2 separate regions of the Ovis aries genome follow, and region 2 is linked to region 1. Evidence: chromatin contacts called from public Hi-C data. All regions are on one chromosome and are shown on one strand. Each heading gives the region's core, a stretch centred on a gene start, on an enhancer-like site or on the middle of the called end of the contact. The rest is flanking DNA. Distances are from core to core; before and after follow the strand shown. Region 1 has its middle 39 kb from the start of BASP1. Region 2 holds the start of MYO10 (myosin X).

Evidence for each region. Hi-C and Micro-C count contacts between places; a contact is called where the count stands out from the background.
Region 2: a contact with region 1 is called in a Hi-C map of tail adipose tissue, with 4 times the contacts expected there. The contact joins the promoter of MYO10 here to the enhancer-like site in region 1. A contact is called at or near these places in 6 of 16 Hi-C or Micro-C datasets (blood, hypothalamus, muscle and 2 more).

What each region holds. Positions count from the first base shown.
Region 1 is chr16:56,173,810-56,179,841 of ARS-UI_Ramb_v3.0, reverse strand. No RefSeq gene overlaps it. Among named protein-coding and RNA genes, the nearest start is that of BASP1, 39 kb to the right of the region's middle. Within about 2 kb of position 2,266, at least 11 of the 54 cell types and tissues checked have an H3K27ac peak or open chromatin away from gene starts, as enhancers often do. A contact at or near this core is called in tail adipose tissue, where this site is marked.
Region 2 is chr16:56,395,415-56,401,446 of ARS-UI_Ramb_v3.0, reverse strand. It overlaps MYO10 (myosin X), which reads right to left and starts at 2,156. Exons shown (of 40, transcript XM_060400564.1): 1 at 1,637-2,156. The coding sequence starts at 1,657. LOC121816822 (a long non-coding RNA gene) reads left to right here and starts at 944. Exons shown (of 2, transcript XR_006056542.2): 1 at 944-1,351; 2 at 2,601-3,595.

The DNA of each region.
Region 1 (6,032 bases), core at 1,017-3,516:
TTAAAAAATTTCTGAGTGAACTGAAACAAACAAAGGGGAAAAAAATGTAAAAATATCTCCCATAAGACACGAACTATGCGATACTTTGATCTCGTGTGCATTTTTCAGCGGTACTGACCCAAATTTGCATAATTTTCTTTCTGGGCATGTGTGTGTGCCAAGTTACTTCAGTCATGTCCGACTATTTGTGACCCCATGAACATCCCCAGGCTTCTCTGCCCATGGGATTCTCTGGGCAAGACTACTGGATTGGGTTGCCACTTCCTACTCCAGAGGATCTTCCACGACCCAGGGATTGAACCCACATCCCTTGTGTCTCCTGCATTAGCAGGTGGGTTCTTTACCACTAGTACCACCTGGGAAGCCCATGATTTTCATTCTACTCTGAGTAAGAAGTTAGTGTGGGAAATATTTTAGACTAAATTTTCTTCTTGTGTTCCAGAGAGGCAACCTTCTCAGACCCTGTGATGTTTGAAATAACAGCAGTTTAGGAAGGAGAATATCAGTATTATGGCATATGCCATAGGTCAGGCACTTTCTATATGTTTAAAGGATGCAGTCCTTAACAAGAACCTGTGACCCAGGCATTCCTCTCTAGTTTGTGGAAGAAGTGAAGTGACATTCCCGTGGACACACAGCTTGTATGCATGGAGCTAAGACTTGTCGCCAGCAGATGCTAAGCCCTGGTCTGTGTTCATAGCCCACCGTGAATTTAGATCTGCGTTTAAACCTTTAGATCATCAGAGCTAAAGAAATTAGCTGAACGTTAAATCCTGCAGTTTAAATCCCTGAAGGAGCACAGATAAAACCCAGGCCACTAACTCTCGAGAGGGTGGTCTTTTCTTTTGCATCTCTTCAGATGGTCACGAATGTGACAAGTTGTCCCAAGTGAATGCAGCCACCTTTGGGGTCCTTGAAGAAACTCTTCCATTTCAGGGTCCTAGCAAGGAGCCTTCTAGGGCAGTCTTGGCCCAAGATAATGGGTCTCCTTCTTTCTATTTGTATATGGAGTGTGTGTGTGTATGTGTGTGTGTAAGCTATCTAGCCTCCTCCATGGGACAGCATTTATTTTAGAGATAAGTCTTAAACATTTTGTTCCAAGGAAGAATACACGTGGAAGTGCAGATGCCAAGATTTCAGCCCTGATCTATTTCATGCCAAACCTATTGTTTACTGTTACACAGACATGGTCAGGATTTGGAGGCTATCATTTGAGTTCACCATATCCCACAACGGAAAGTTTCCAGTGACTCTGGAAATATATAATATAGCTAGATCTTGAGCAAGAATTGGAAGCTCCTGCTCATAATTTTTCTTTTCACTTTCACTTGCTAACAGAAGACAGAGAGTGTGTGACTGCTAATACTGATGAGGTAAATTCTCATTTTCTTAACAAGACCCGGCTCTTTAAACAGAGACGAAGAAAGAGAGAAAGAAGGAGGGAAGTTTCTGCTTTTGAGAAACTCAGCAAACAGATCAATCTCTCCTCCTTATTCAAGAAGTCTGACTCCCTCTAGAGTAGCTTCCATTGACTCACCTCCAAGGGATCTCCCATGGACCCTTTTTCAACAGTTTGCAATGTAAACTTGCATGACTTGGCTGAAGTTTACAGAAATTCAGTTACTTGTACCCGCCCCTATCCTGCCACCATCAGCATTTCTTTAGCTGGGAAATTTTTAAAGCTTCTTACTGGAATTTGTTTCATGTGGTTAAAATCCCCAACAAGTAAAATGTGAGCCTGGCATAAAGGATCATTTTTGTTTTAGAGTCACATTCAAAATAGCAAATGACAATGAGATCCGTGCCCTTGTAAGGAGGCCCCTAGTTCCCATCCCCTAATGATTTCCTTGAAATCTATTTGAAATTCAGAATCTAAGAAGTTTGCAAAAACATGTTGTTTGCCATTTGTGCTAAGCACTATTTCAGTGCCCCCTTGGAAATATGGAGGGAATGGGGATAGTACTCCAAACTGGGCGCAATATTTCAGTGCATTTGCAAAGGAATACTGTCTATTGAATCTAGTGGCCAAAATGAACTGAGAATTGTTGGGGCTGAGTGATGAATACTTAGGGCGTCATCATTCTTCCCTCCAGGCTGTTGTGCCAGTTTGGAACTTTCCGTACTAAAACAAGGAAAAGGAGAGAGAAAACAGTGCCAAGAAAAAAAAAATGATCATGGCCCTCGTTTGGGGCTGTTCTCAGAACCTTCGAGAAGAGCTAAACAGAAGCACGACTTCCATTTAGTTCCAACTCATCTTTTAAGGAAATCTTAAAAATATTTCCTGGAACTTTAAACACACTCAAAAACTATTTCAACACAGCTCAGCCTGGGAGGAGTCAGAGAGGGCAAGAGTACAAGACGGTTGAGAAAGTCTATGACATATCGTTAGCAGCTGATTGAGATGGTTTCCAAATAGCAACAAGACCTGAAGGTTAGAAAAATAGACCAACACCAGTGATCCTGAGATTAGTTATGTGGCTGCTACATACTGGAATTTACCTGGGAGCCAAAAGAGAGAGCTTCGGTTCTAGGGTCTTAATTATCATAAATACTACAGGTCTGGCTCTTTGGCGTCACTGTGTGTCCCACCCCTTCCAGACAAGCAGAAGGAACAGTCATGCTTTAAGGCAAATTATTCTCTGTTTCAGATTTTTCCAGTGGAAAAAGGAATGTACATTAGGCAGATTACTGTACCTTCCCTCTGTCACGCCAGGGTAAGCTTCCTAGAGCAGCTAATTCTCCTCCTGCAGGACTGGCAGCTCCCAGCCATCAGCTGGTGGGGCAGAATTCCTTCCTTCTCCGAGGCACCTGTGGCCCCAAAGACGCCCCTTCCACCTGGGGCGGCGCCCAGCTGATCGAGCACTCCAGTGCCCTGGAGGCTCAGAGGACTGGAAACAACGGGACTGGATGCTTGCGGGGCTTCTGGAGGCTGGCACGTCCCATCCTGCCTGCCACTCTGCCATCTCCAGGGATCATCCAAGTGCCGGCCCCCGGTAACATGTCTCCTTGGCCTCCTGCTGCTCTGTGGCTTTCCCATCCATGGGCTTCTGACTCCTCTTCTGCTTCCATGCCAGCTGGTCCCATTGGGCTGTCTGGGTCCTGGCTATGAGGTGGATAATCCCTTTTGCATCCTCAGAGTTTTCCAAGGATGCAAACCTTAACTGAAATCTGGCTTGCTTTCTACTTTTCTATTTTCCATCACCTGGGTTGGGGATTTACGGTTATGTCAGCCCTCTTCTCCCCAACCCATCCCCCCACCCGAATCATTTGCAATCCATCACTCTTCTTCCTTTTGGAAAATAATCCCCCATCTGTTGACTCCTTGACATTGTGTAATTCCTCTCTTTCCTCCTTTTTGTCTCCTTCTGGGATGTCCTGGTGATTGCTCCCTCCCACTTCCCCAATTCAATTAAGATGCGACTCTGTTCGTATGTGTGTGTATACCTATATACTGTCAAGACCCTGGCTGCAACATCTGATGACCTGGATTCTAATTTCTGCTTTGTATGCACTTGTTCGCGTGACTTTGGCCAAGTACCTGAATGTTTCTAAGGTTGCTGACTCTTCTGGAAAACGCAGATAGATAACGGTGGTTGATATAGCATGTAGTAGTTGCAAGGATGCAGTGAGAAGATCCATATGAGGCGACTGGCATGGTGCCGGCATAACTTGAGAACTGTTAACTATGATCACACTGGGCTGCTTGTTTTCCTTCCCAAATCCCACCAGCTGGGGAAACTTCAGTGTTCTTTGGAATGACCCAAGCTGTTCCCCACCAGCGATCCCTGCCTTCTTTGAATCGGGGCATCTCTGCCGCGCCCCATCCCACTTCTTTATGACAATGTCCTGGTCTACACTTCACTGGCAGGGTCACTGGCTTCTTATCCATCATATCCTTGCCTCTTTCTTTTGTCTATTTAAAAATTTTTATTTCCCCGTGTGGCCTGCGGGATCCCAGCTCCCTGGCCAGGAATTGAACCTATGCCCTCAAGCATTGGGAGCCCAGAGTCTTAACCACTGGACTGCAGGGGAAGTCCTGTCCTTGTCTTTCTGTATCACCAGGTGGAACCCTTCAGCCTTGGTCAGATGACTTATTTTCCTTAAACCTACACAGGCTGTGCTGTATAGATAATTATCTCATATAAATGGCAGGCCTGTTCTAAGGTTATATTTTCACAATTCTTCCACTGGAAGGATGGACATGGGACTAAACCACTCCCTGTGGGAAGGATCTTACCGTCTGCCTCTCATCTGGAGATTGGGCCCTGGGTCAGGAGTGGCTCTGATCCCGGGGGGTGATCAGCTAGGACACTCTTGGCAGAGAAGCAGGGCGGCACTCTCACATGAGAATGGTCCAGCAGGGAGGACACCAGGAGGTGACCTTCAACACCTGAGTTCAGTGCCTGAGCTCAGACAAAGACCCTGGAGTCCCGGGACAAACCCAGCTGTGCTTCTGTGCTTCCTTGACTTTCTTCGATTTCTCTTAAACTGGGACTTTTGGAAATTCCAGTCTGTCTCAACCCTGCTGAGTCACAACAGGATAAGGAATTCTGTCCGAGCATGAGGCAGACTTGGAAGATGGCTCTTTGGGAGGAGGAATGGGGACAGCAGAGGGAATTGAGTGGAGGGCTTCCTAAGGCATTTGGAATGATCTTGGCACACAGAGCCAGCAAGCTAATGACCTTCCTGTGCCAGGGATGTGGGGAGGCAGGAAAGATGGGGAGGAGGCTTAACCTGGCTTGTGCTTGATCTTTCCCGTATTCTGAGAGGTGGCATGGCCGTTTCTCAGGATGGAATGGGGAGGAAGGGAGAAGAAAGTCTGGCAGATACTGGGAGATAAGAACATGACCACGTACTTTAGTCCATGCGGCTTGAGGTTTTATGAATTCCCAGAGCAACAGACACATTTCTATCCAAAACACAGAAAAGATACCCAAAAGGTAACTCCTGATTGACCGTGATTCTGAAGGATATCTTCACTATCCTCTTATAGGTAGATAATTAAGTATAAAATAGAAATATACAATATTTAAAAGAGACCAGAGAAGCTCCCCACCCCACCACCTTATCCACAGGGATCATTCCAAGACTCCCAGTGGATGCTTGAGACCACAGATAATGACAAATCCTGTATATTATGTTTTCCCCTATACTAGTGGGCAGGTATTCTGGACAAAAGGATGAATCACATCCCTGGTGAGACCCAGGGACAGCATGAGATTTCATAATGCAACCTAGAGTAGTGTGCAATTTAAAATTTATGAATTGTTCATTTCTGGAATTTTCCTTATAACATTTTTGGACTGTGGTTGACCTTGGTTAACTGAAACCATGCAAAGTGAAACCTTGGATAAGTGGGAACTACTGTATACAAAGAGCTGGGAGGTCTGCCTCTCAAACTGTTCGTCCAATGAAAGGCCATGTGATTTAGGACAAGATGCTTAACTTGCCTCTACATTTCCTGAGGTTTAAAATAACTGTTGATTAAAAAAAAGAAAAAATCTCCTTTAAGATGTCATGAAGAATAAGGGAATACTCATGTCATACTTTGAGGAACTCCAGGGAGCAAAGTGCTTTAAAAATGCCATCTGGTCTGTGAGGTTTTTAGGTATTTGAGGAGAACTATAAAATGCAGCAGGAAAAAAGCGCAGACATCTCTAGAAAGCATTGAGCTGTGCATTTAAAGAAAACTAAAAACAATATCTTATGTTTAATAAGAAAGTGGAGTATTGGCATTGGGTAGAAAGGAAAAAAGGAAGTGATAGGAAAAAATTCTTTAAAACCTTATGCTCAGTTAAGTCTCTTTTCATTGCCATTCCCAGAATTCCATCCTACTGTTTTTGAGTTCACAGAAATAATTAGCTTCCTAGGGACGCAGTAGCAAAGTAGGTGGCTTAAAACAAGAAAAATTAACTTTCTCACAGTGGTGGATGCTGGACGTCTAGGTGGGGATGGTTTCTTCTATGGGCTCTGATGGAGAATCTGGTCCTTCTTGTCTCCTAGCCATTGTCTGCGATACTTAGTGTTCCTCG
Region 2 (6,032 bases), core at 907-3,406, 220 kb before region 1:
GGCAGAGTTCTTCCAAAGGGGAGGTCACTAGTCTCCCCCGCGGTCCAGACAGGCTTCATGGGGACCCGGACCCCAACAAATTGAACACAAATTCTATGTCCGATCAAATTTCCTAAGAGACTCACAACACAAAAGTAAAATAAGGGCCTCCTTCCTGCCACCAAAAAAAAAGTTAAGAATTGGTGTCCCGCAGGCAGAGCCTCAGGTTTTCTTACAGATGAAAGCAATTAAACATAGCCCGCTGGTCTTTCATCACTGGTTAACCTGCAACTCCTGCAGAACGTTCTGGTGACTTCTTACAGGCATGAAAACAAAGGTCTATGGATTATGAAACGCTAGTCTCACAGTTATAGTGTTCATTTAAAAACAAAAGTGGAAATATGCATTAATGAATGATTGATTACTTTCCAATTCACTTTTTCATCATGAATGTGGGCATCACACGTGAGAAGCCACTTTTTGGGAAAAAAATGGATATTACTATTACATAAGAATATATCACTTTGGCCATTAGACTATTACGGTAAGTGGGCACCTAGAGAGTACAATGACTTGAAATAATAAATCCAATTAACTCTGATAGAGCCAGATAGCCAATACAGAGGCAAACTCTAAATTGCTGGAAGTTTCCAAAACTGTCCCGGGTTTACAAAACATCCCCTGGCTTTCAATGAAAGTCACATCAGACTCCTTAAGCTAACTAAGTTTACTTTGAGCCACTTTAAACCTCAAACTTAAATAGAATTTGTTAAATAAACACAACCAAGAAAGGAAAGGGAGCCAAGAAACCACAGTAACGCTCGATCCCAGGGGAAAAAAAAAAAAAAAAGGTTCTCAAGTCAAGGGTTTCAAGTAACTGCGGTGTCCCGCCCTCAATGACCCTAAAAGGAATATCAGTTCCATCTCTCAAAATAACCAAAGTGCGCCCTAAACGATTTTCTTTACATTCGAATTCAAAATCTGCCAAGGACAGTCAGCACAAACATGTGATCTTTTGATCTCACGCTCTGGAATGATCTCAAAGCCGGATCTCAAAGCCTGAAGGAGCACTTCTTGGGGAGCACTACACTCCAAAGGTCCGACGGGCGAAAACTCAAGTCAACGACTGAACGCTTGCCGCCCCCTTCTCACACTTCATTAAGCGTCTCCTCTGGAAGTGTTTGCGCCCTCTCACAGGAAGCCGGCACGTTTTGCAAAGGAAATACCAGACCAGACCTTTCTTGGAGAAAAGGCACGTCCCCAGTGAGCCTTTTCATGGGGTTTCCCGCACCCCGGCAGCGGGGCGGGCAGCCCTCCCGTCGGGGCCCTTCGTCCGCCGGCTCACCTCGCCCGGGGCGCCGCGGGACAGCCGGTAAGCCAGACGCCCCTGCGCCAGGACGCTCACCTTCGCGGCATCCCAGAGCCAAATGAGAGCGCGGGACAAAATAAAATCCTTCCCCGGCTTATTCAGCCGTGAGACTCCCCACCCCGGGGCTCGACTTCTGGCGACTCCCCGAAAGTTTCGCCCTCTCGGGCTTAGCGCGCGCGGTAGCGGGTGTGCGCGCGGCTCTGGGGGCGCACCGCTTCCCTTCCCGGAGGCCAGGTCCCCGGCAGGAAGGGAGCCCGCGCCCGCCCTCCCGGCCGCGAGCTCACTCACCTCGGGGAAGAAGTTGTCCATTGTTCCCCGTGCGCTCCCCAACTTGCCCAAGTCCGGCTCCCAGCTCTCGCGGAAGTCAATGCAGCCCAAGGTCCGGGGGAACCATGCGTGTCACGGCGCGACTCCCAGAAACTCGAGCCCGCGGGGTTCCCCCGCTGCCATCTCCGTCTCCCCCTTCTCGGCTTTCGCACCTTTTGTTTGCCCAAACCCCAGTCTCTTAACGCATCCGTCCCAACTGCAGCCTTTGTCTCCTCGGGCTCCAAGTTCCTCACTCCTGGGCGCAGCGCTCGCGAGCGGAGAACAGCTGGTGGCACATTCTTCCCCCGGGCTGGGGGAGGGCGGCGGGGGGCGGCTGGAGAGTGCGCCCCACTCCCTCTGCGCTCCGGCCCGAGGCGCTTGGGGCGGGCAGGGGAACAGCGGCCACAGAGCGAGCCCCGGAGGTGGCTCTCCCGGCTCGAGCGCCGCGGCGGTGAGGATTCCGGCGCCCGGGTCTCACCGGCTCACGGTCACACCGAGACTCGCGGACAGGGGCGCACGGCTCGCCCCGCCCTCTCGTCCGGGCCCGCCCACTCGTTCGTCTCGCCCCGCCCACGGCTGAGCCCCGCCCACTCAGCCGGCCCACCAGAAGCTCGTTGGCCACGCCCTACCCCTCCGGGAGCCCCGCCCTCAGCCCGCCCCTCCCCTCGCTTCCGCCAGGTTAGGCCTCGCCCGGCCGGCGCGACCCGCCCCCAACTTCGCTCAAGCCCCGCCCACTCCGCGCCTCGGGCCGCCGCGGGCTTGGAGACTCGGAGGCTGGTGGGGCCCTAGCGCTTAGCGGACTACCTCCCCGCCTCCTCCCCTCCCCATTGTGGGGAGGGGAGGGGAAGTTGACGCCCCTCTGGTGATAGAGACCTAATAGTCACTGAGGAGGAGGAGGGGTTGGGGGATTTGTGTGTGTGTGTGTGTGTGTGCCTTTGATCTTTAGCAGACCCTGGAACCGGCTCAACGTGGAACTTATTAATGCAGCTCGGCAGATGATCGACCCCGGGGACGGAAGCGCGATCCGAGGAGCTGCCCCGGCTGTTGGGCCAGATCAAAGCAGAGAACGAAGGCTGATCAGAATTTCTGGAAGCCGCCTACCCGTATGGAGTTTCTCTCCTGCACTCAGGTTACAAGAAGTTTTCGTCGCGGCGGGAAAATTCAGTTTTGTGAACTGGAAGAGGACGTGGCCAATTACACCTTAAAAAATGTAACCGTTTCCACTGACCCAAAGGAAGCAGATAGCCAAGTGGAAGTGGGTGAAAGCTCAAATCCTCCCACCCCCATACCGAGTCCTGGGGTCTCTAGGGCAATCCCTCGAACTTTAGCGTGCACAGGAATTACCTGGGAATCTGGTTAAAATGCAGATTGGACTTGATTAGAGTGAGCGCTGATAATCTTGCATTTCCAGCAAGTTTCAGCTGCCTTGTGCTGTTCTGCAAACTGGAACCTGTCTGTAACAGAAAATGAGAGCAAAGGTTTAAAAACATTTGTAGCAATGTAAAAAACACCACGACATAGAAGCACGTGATTGGTGGACTCTGAACCGAGAATAAACCAGTTTGGGTGTTGTCAGACTCCTGGTGAGTCATACCTGGCACAGCAGGGGTTTCCTATTGGTACCTGGCAGATTGGGAACAAAAACGACTGGTTCTTAACCACAGGTGGTTTGAGAAACTCTCTCTAGGGGATTTGGCAACTGCTTATCCTTTAAAACTCAAGTCAGAAAGACATCTTTCCTGGGAAGCCTGCCCAGAGGTGTCCAGCCACTCAGGCCACTGCCAGCTCCACCTAACGACCAGGTGTGGCTTATCCTAAGACTACTGAGGAAACTGTATCATATTGGAGTAAAACTATATTCTATAGGGTTTTTCTTTTTAATTGGTGTCCTTCCCATCTTCAGTTGAGAAAATAAAAGCACCTTGCTTTCAAATATCCTCAGACTGTTTCAGAGAATGAATGAATGTCACCCTTGTGTGAAAACTCAAGCCTGTTTGTAACCTGTGTCAGAGCAGTTCTTCAGCATTAATATCGTTGTACCCATTCCCTTTAGAAAGAGTCAGGGTATAAACTAATACTTGATATTGTGCTCTGTGATTGCCCTGTTTCACAGGTTTACACATGTAAGCCATTAACGATTGTGTCCCAGGTTGCACAGAAAATTAAGATGGAGCCAGGATAAATACCAACCATCCCAGGCACCAATCACGGGGCTTAGTCAAATGAGTCCCGCTGCCACCTGTGTTCAGATACTGGCACAGAGCAGTTACAGCCATTATGGTGTTAATCTGTATAGAACATCTTTCAAGAGAAAGTACCAGGCAGCTTGTTCAAGCGAGGGTGTGGATATGGCTTGGTTCCCAGCCGCAGCCCAGCCTTGGCCATGGTCATTTCAAAGTCACTTTCCAATACTGGCTCATCAGTTGTAACAAACGTACCGTGCTAATACGACATGTTCATAATAGAGGAAACAAATATAGGGACACTACCCTTAATGTTTCTGTAAAGTTAGAACTGCTCAAAAAAATAACCTGTTAACTTTTAAAAGTCACTTCCCTATTGATTAAGAAATTGAGGTTAATAATTACATACCCCCAACTTGCCTCCTAAAATAATTTTGAGCAAGATCCAATACATAAGAGTTAAATTTTCCTGAATTAGCGGTGGTGGTATAGTTGCTGTGTCATGTCCTACTGTTTGCAATCCCGTGGACTGTAGCCCATCAGGCTCCTCTTGTACATGGGATTTCCCAGGCAAGAAAACTGCAGTGGGTTGTCATTTTCTTCTTCAGAGGATCTTCCCCAGGGATCAAACCCTCATCTCCTGTGTCGGTAGGTGGAATCTTTACCACGGAACCACCTGGGAAACCCTTTACTGATTTACATTTCTTTTAAAAGTTTATCGGAGAAGGCAATAGCACCCCACTCCAGTACTCTTGCCTGGAGAATCCCATGAATGAAGCAGCCTGGTGGGCTACAGTCCATGGGGTCGCTAAGAGTCCGACACGACTGAGTGACTTCACTTTCACTTTTCATTCTCATGCACTGGAGAAGGAAATGGCAACCCACTCCAGTGTTCTTGCCTGGAGAATCCCAGGGACAGGGGAGCCTGGTGGGCTGCCGTCTATGGGGTCGCACAGAGTCGGAAATGACTGACACAACTTAGCAGCAGCAGCAAAAAGTTTATACCACTTTATCAAAATCCCCTAGGACAATTGCTTTAAAGAAAAAACAAACCAAAAATCTTATGACTGTATCTCAGGGTGGCCTAGGTGCCTAAGAATCTGCATTTTAGTAATCACTCAAGTAGACAGTTCTGAGTTTGAGGATCATTGTTTTGGGTTGTCAGCATTCATCAGATTTTCCATATAAATGCACAATCTCAAAAAGCTATAAAGATACTGTATCAGTAAGCTCCTATTTACTGAACAGATAGCAAAGCACATGTTATTATAAGCATTCTGAATAAGATACCAAGGGCTTCTAAGGGCTTCCCTGGTAGATCAGTTGGTAAAGAATCCACCTACAAAGCGGGAGACCCCAGTGCGATTCCTGGGTTGGGACGATCCCCTGGAGAAGGGATAGGCTACCCACTCCAGTATTCTTGGGATTCCCTTGTGGCTCAGCTGGTAAAAAATCTGCCTGCAATGTGGGAGACCTGGGTTGGGAAGATCTCCTGGAGAAGGGAAAGGCTACCCACTCCGGTATTCTGACCTAGAGAATTCCATGGACTGTATAGTCCATGGGGTCGCAAAGAATCAGATGCAACTGAGCGACTTTCACTTTCAACAACATACCAAACTTTCAAGTATTTGGGGTGGAATCAGTTGTTTTTAAAAAATATGTTAAATTTATAAGGGCTTTGACAAAATTGGACTGAGAAGGGGAAGAGTTTTAAATCAGCAGATTTCTAAGAATATCCATTCTTGTTACCATTGTTGAAAAGTTAAGTACTTCCTTTCAGAGGGCCCCGTGACCCAATGGTCAAAGCTGTTTGGACTAAAACATCAAACCCTGTCCCCTGAGAAGTGACAGAGGGAGACTCCAGAATGCTAATACCGGAATGGACATTCTCTGACGCCAAGTTCCTTCTTAGTTATCCTATTTATTTCTCAAACATGCTCATGGAATGTTACATTTGCAAAATAAAGCAAGAAAAAAGCTCAAGTAACATTCTCATCTTTAGCTGCAAATATTAATCCATAAGGGACAGAAATATACTTGTATATAGATGGGACAATTTTCCCAATTTAAGAAGGACTATAGGCATGTATGTGAATAAGAACTATAATCTTCTGTTTTTATTTCCATCACGTGTTTGTTTGTTTTCAGTTGAAATGAGTTGTGATTTCCTTGTGGTTTTGGATTGCATTCTTTTG